Linked DNA regions of Drosophila melanogaster: region 2 is linked to region 1. The links are chromatin contacts, called in public Hi-C maps. All regions are on one chromosome and are shown on one strand. The core of a region is the stretch at or near the end of the contact, and the rest is flanking DNA. Distances in the headings are between cores, read along the strand shown. Region 1 holds the start of lncRNA:CR45029 (long non-coding RNA:CR45029). Region 2 overlaps Glut4EF (Glucose transporter 4 enhancer factor).

What was found. A called contact is a pair of places that touch in the nucleus more often than the background predicts.
Region 2: a contact with region 1 is called in a Hi-C map of the S2 cell line, with 2.1 times the contacts expected there. A contact is called at or near these places in 32 of 107 Hi-C or Micro-C datasets (the Clone 8 cell line, the D17-c3 cell line, the Kc167 cell line and 16 more) and 2 of 7 datasets of targeted methods (the Kc167 cell line and the S2 cell line).

The regions. Positions count from the first base shown.
Region 1 is chr3R:9,876,977-9,879,785 of dm6, reverse strand. lncRNA:CR45029 (long non-coding RNA:CR45029) reads left to right here and starts at 1,288. Exons shown (of 2, transcript NR_125125.1): 1 at 1,288-1,653; 2 at 2,595-2,788. All of the region lies in intron 1 of Glut4EF (Glucose transporter 4 enhancer factor), which reads right to left. The region is part of intron 1 of CG46467; the gene reads right to left.
Region 2 is chr3R:9,953,556-9,956,366 of dm6, reverse strand. All of the region lies in intron 4 of Glut4EF (Glucose transporter 4 enhancer factor), which reads right to left. All of the region lies in intron 4 of CG46467, which reads right to left. Among named protein-coding and RNA genes, the nearest start is that of Art4, 31 kb to the left of the region's middle.

The DNA.
Region 1 (2,809 bases), core at 39-2,538:
ATCGAGACCCCTGATAAACGATCGCCGAGGTAATGGATTTATAAAGACAAAAACACACATATGTAGCTGATGGCGTGGAAAGTTTCTGGCCAAATCCAATTATCAGCTTACAACTACTTGAGATCGGGGCTAAACCCCTGAGAAACTTGATTGATTTCGGTGGGCGAGCGGTAGTTACAAATGAACTGCTGCTACCAGCTGGCCGAAATGCGCTTTTGGCCGGGCCAACAAAATGGGTCGCTGCCGTAAAGTGAGAGGCCAGAACACGGTTAAATATATTTGCTTTCTGTTTCTTTTCTTGTATCTTTTGAGCTCGCAATGAAAGTAAAAAGTGAGTTGGAGAAATGGGAGCAGCGGCACTTGCGTGCGTGCAGACAAAAATAAAAAAAATCACTTGGCAATGTCAATTTCAATGCCATTTAAACGAATTTCGTTTTAAATGCAAAACACAGGTAGAACGGGAGATAACGAGGGTAAAAACTACAAATTACCCTGGGCGGAAGTGCCAACACAAATCGGAGTGGGCTACCCGACTTTAGTCCGCAGTCTTGACAAATTATGCCCGACATTTTGGACGGCAGCTGAGCTTAATTCTTGCCTGGCCTCCATTAAATGAGCTTGCAAATTATATGCGCTGCTGCTCCTGCTGCTGCTGGACACTTGATTCATGGCCCGGCCATTATACGTCATCGTAATTGAAATGCGACTGGAAATGGACGTGGAAATGTAAATGAAAATGGAGATGACGATGACGATGGAGCTGGAAATGCGTGCAACAAGTTTCTCGTTTGAAATAACCTTAGAATTAATTGCCTCACGTTTCCGACTCAAACAAAAAAAACAAGAACAACAAAAAAGCAGAAAACAAAGGCAACTGCTCAACTTGAACCGAAAAACAAATTTCGGTTGGAGCCAAACAAACACTCGCACACACGCACACGTGACCATCACATGCCAGCGAGGACAACTATTGATAGATGTAACAAATTTCCACACAACAGTCAGTTCAGTTTTTTCGATTACAAAAGCAGCAAACGAAAAAAAATGGATGAACAAAACACAGCAAACAAAAAAAAAACCAATTGTTGATTGACTTACAACATAGCAGCGACGAACTTGAGCTCTTCACTTTTCTAGTCATTTTCGAATTTGTGGCTAATGATGAGGTCATAAGAATTAAAGCTTGTAAGTCACACGTTTTCACACAACTCACATTACCATAGCTGATTATGCCAAAAGATTCCGATTCCAATAGCTATTCTGATTCCGAGGCTTTTCAGCCCCATCAGCGATCGTAAAAGCCAGGCGAGCTAGCCAAACAAGCTGCGATAGATACATTTTCAATGTTTTCCCCTTTTGGGCAGCGCATAAAACTCGATCGGGTCACAGTACGGGTATCAGTATCTGCTGGATACCAGATACCACAGACCAGATACTAGATACTGAACAGTGAATACCGAATGCTGAGCTCTGGATACTGGATACTGGATACTGGGCACAATGGGCCGACATCAAGATGTGGGGACAAGCCCACACATCTGGCAGCCAGCTAGCTCTGACAAATTTATCGACTCGCCGCCACACGGAAAAGATATGCGCAGCTGACTTGGCATTGAGTAGCGCGTATCTGTATCTGTATATCGAAGCGTACGGGTGGGTACACGGTTGGAAAATCTTAGGCAATTGATAGTGTAACATCACGTTGGTGCTGAACATCTTGCAAAACTATTTCGTCCGGTGTAACTCGCCATTCGCATGCAACAATTACAAAAGGTTCTAAGCGATTATTAGTCAAGAAAGAGAAAAAAACAACGGGCCGGCAAAAAACAACAAACTGTGAAAACTGCAAGGGAGACCCGACGATGGTGCGACAGGGATGGCGCGAGGAAGAGAAAGGGACGGAGCACAGCTTGAAGCCGGCTGTTGCATCTCTTTCCCACCGCAGCGCAGTCAGCCGGCAAAGCGCGTTGGTATTGGTATTTGTATCTCTATCTCATAGATGCATGTGTTCCGCTCATGTATCTAACTATCTTTGTATCTTTGCCATCTACATATATGTATGTATGTATATGTCTGACTTATGACGCAATTCGAAAAGTTCATCTGATCTTTTTGCGCTCTGTCTCCCTCGTTCTGGGTACCTCTATCCGTTTCCATCAGCCGGTTGATGTTGTTGTTGCTAAGGCGCGGCCGCAGTCCGTAGAATTAATCTACAATATATAATTAGCTGTAAAGCGTAGAAACATCAAGCCATGTATCTCTATTTAGCCCTGAATTTGTAGCGCATTTATTGCAATTGTTTCCCCCATTTTACATTAGTCTTTTTCATTTTTTTTTGTTGTTTTTATTGTGGGTGTTTGTTGCTAACTTGAAATTCTTTCACGAAACCGAATTCTAAACAAATTTTCATTACGACACGATCTCATCATCATCGTCTTATCCGCAGAACAGAATCGTCGTCATTGAGATTGTTTTTTGGGTTTGCGCGTTCGGATTCGGGGCGATTCTATAAATGCCGCAACCGATGATGTTTCACTCTTGAATTATTTTTCGCTGCTTTTATTTATTAACTTTTTTTTGTGTTTGCTTAGCAGTTGAGCAGTTCAACGATTCGAGTGACGTAATGGCAAAGGGGCTGTGACTGGAGGATTAGCTAGATCATGTGTGTGGGATCGAATTGGGGGAATAAACTCACGACTGAGCGATATAGGATGTGTAGTAAGAGCTAAGCAATAAAATTTATAAACGATTGCATTTCTGGAGAGATATATGGAATACGGAATTTCGTATTCTATTTTAGCATGGGATC
Region 2 (2,811 bases), core at 122-2,621, 76 kb before region 1:
TGCCTCGATGTTTTGCGCTTGACGATTTTATATAATGTTTTATCCCCCTTTTTGTTCGTTCTCTCTTATTTGTTTGTCGGCTATTGCAACCTGTCGCAAATATTTCGACGCATTTGTTATGCTTAGGTTATTTCATTATGATGATTATGGTGGCTGATGGCTGCTCCGTATATTTATAAATGCTGCAGTCATTCATCATCATGCCGGACCAGCGGGCCAGCCGAGCAGCTGGGCACCTGAGCATGGGAACACCTGAACTTCTAGGTAGTTGCGCCCACATGCAGCTCGATTTCGAACAGGAAGTGGGCCTTGAACACCTCTGGCCAAAAGCCATGAGCAGTTAGCAGCAAGCCATTAGCCGTAAGCACAAAACACTTTTGGCCAAATCACATTGCAAGGCCAAAAAGCGCGCACACACACGTACTCACTCGAATTCGATACTTTTTTTTTTGTGGCCTGACCGATTGCACACGGCGTCAAGGTTGTTCGCTTATCTTTCGGAGAAAGCGGTTCTACGGGCCATAAAATACTTAATACCTTCAGCTATAGACCCATCATCAATTGCAACCTGTTCCGAAGATGACGTGATCTTTAGCGTATCCAAACACACTAAGTGGTAATTTATCATTCGATGCTGTGCTGGCTGGCCAAGCCAAAAAGTATCGAAACAGGAAACATAAACAGGTGAAAGGAGGGCCCAATTTTAATTGGATTTAAAATGCTACGAGTAGAACGTAGCAGTCAGTGAGACAAATACAGTTAGTAATACTGTGTCGTTGTTATTGTGGCGCAGGTAAATATTTGCCAAAAGCGAATGAACCCCTCGCATTTCGCATTCGCGTTTAGCATTTAGCATTTGGCACATCGGTTGAATGCACTGTGGCCTGGAAACAGTCGTCGAAATCTGAATCTGAATTATTTATGTCTGGTGGGGCAGTTAAAGGATCTGGGATCTGGAAACTTGCATCTTGGGCTCTGGGTTTTCAGTTTTTTGTTTTTTCGAAGAGGGATTCGCTGGCATGTTGGCGGTTGGCGGCTGGCGGCTGGCGGCTGGCCTGACACTTGTTATGCAAATGCCATTCAAAGGTAAACCGGCGAAGAGCGGATCTTGTGTGTGTTATTTGTGTTTTGAAATGTATCCAAAAGATACCCAGCGAAACGAATGTGCGAGCGAACGAGTGAACAAGCGGCTGTCGTCATTGGCAGTCGGATTGCTTGGTTGGCGTCACAACGCCGCTCTGACGACGTTTGCTATTGCTTTCCGGCATTGCAAGTCGCGCACGGGCAGCAAAAGCTATAGCTACCGATACAGATGCAGATACCGTCGCCGATACGTGCACACACGGGCGAAAAGTACAGATAAAGATACAGGCACTGATACACATGCAGATACAGATACAGATACTCTGACCAGGCAAGCGCATTTTATAAATAGTTGCTGCTGTTGTTGATTTTGAAAACAGCAACAACAAGTTGTTTGTTGGCTTCTGCGATATTTTTCTTTTGTCATTGCAAAATACGAAAATACAAATAAATACAAATTTTTAATACGTACTATACTCGTACAGAAGCGAAAAGAGAAAGAGATAGCCGCTGAGCGATCGTTTTCACGACGCCGCCGACGGCATTGACCGCTAGAATGCAATCAACCTAGTCCAAGGCCAAGTGGCCAGCGGTTTTTATTTTATTATTATGATTATTATTAGGCCCCGGAGGTGGGTGAGTGTGCGCGTGAGTATGTGTGCGCTATTCGCAAGATTCGCGAAGCTGAAAAATTCAGCTCGTTAAATGAGGTTCTTCCTCATGACTAATTGTTTCGGGCATTGATTAACAAGCGTTCGTTCCAGGAACTGCATTGGAATTTTCGGTTGCTAAGTGGATTTTCCAGCTGCCTTTTCCTCCATTAGATAGCAGCGGTTTTATGCCAGCTAAGCAAACCGTTTTTATTGCATTGTTTGCACAAAAATTGTTGCCCAAACATTTGTGATTTATGCTCTTCGCTTAATTGAAAAGCATTTTCGCACCGGAATCGTATAAAACCCGCGGATATGGCCCTGATTTATGCAACTGTATATCTTTCGTTTTGCAAATTGCAAAAAAAAAAAAACCGCCAAAAGCGTAATTCATGAATCAGTTGTGAAAGGAGAGAAGGGGGAGGGGTGTACGCGATGGGGAGCGGTTAAACCAAGAAATAAACTCGGATTTGGCGGACTCTGTCTGTCTAGACGCAGCCAAGTGTCATTATGCTAATGAAAACAATCGAGGCTGAAGGATCAAGCATACTTTTGGGAGCATGAACCCCGGCCTGTTGGATTCATTTGGATGGTGGGGCAACTTTCCAATCCGGTCGAATGAATAGATTGAGACGGCATTTATTTTGCAAAAACCACAACGCTGACATGTCAAGGTTTTGCTGCGCTCGCACTGCCCACACGGATATGTTTAATAATAGAGTTGATAAATGCAGATAAGTGGTTTCTTATACACGTATATAGTATATAGATGTTGGTGGTGGCATATGTACTGTATATGCGTTCTACTCACAATTAAGTCGATTAAAGACATTAGCCTGTCCAAAGCGAGAAATTACTCACCTGCAATTAGAAGAGTGAAAAGGAGATGTAAGTTGGTAATGCCGCAATTTGAATAAGAAATCTATTTGCATTTTGCATTGGAAATGCGGCTTTCAATAATTATGATAATAACTGGTTTGCAACGCTCGGCGCGGCCTTTGTGTGTTGGCTAAAAATCAATATATAAATCAAATATTGCTCATACGCCGCGGCAGCCAGTCGCCATTTTAATACAAAC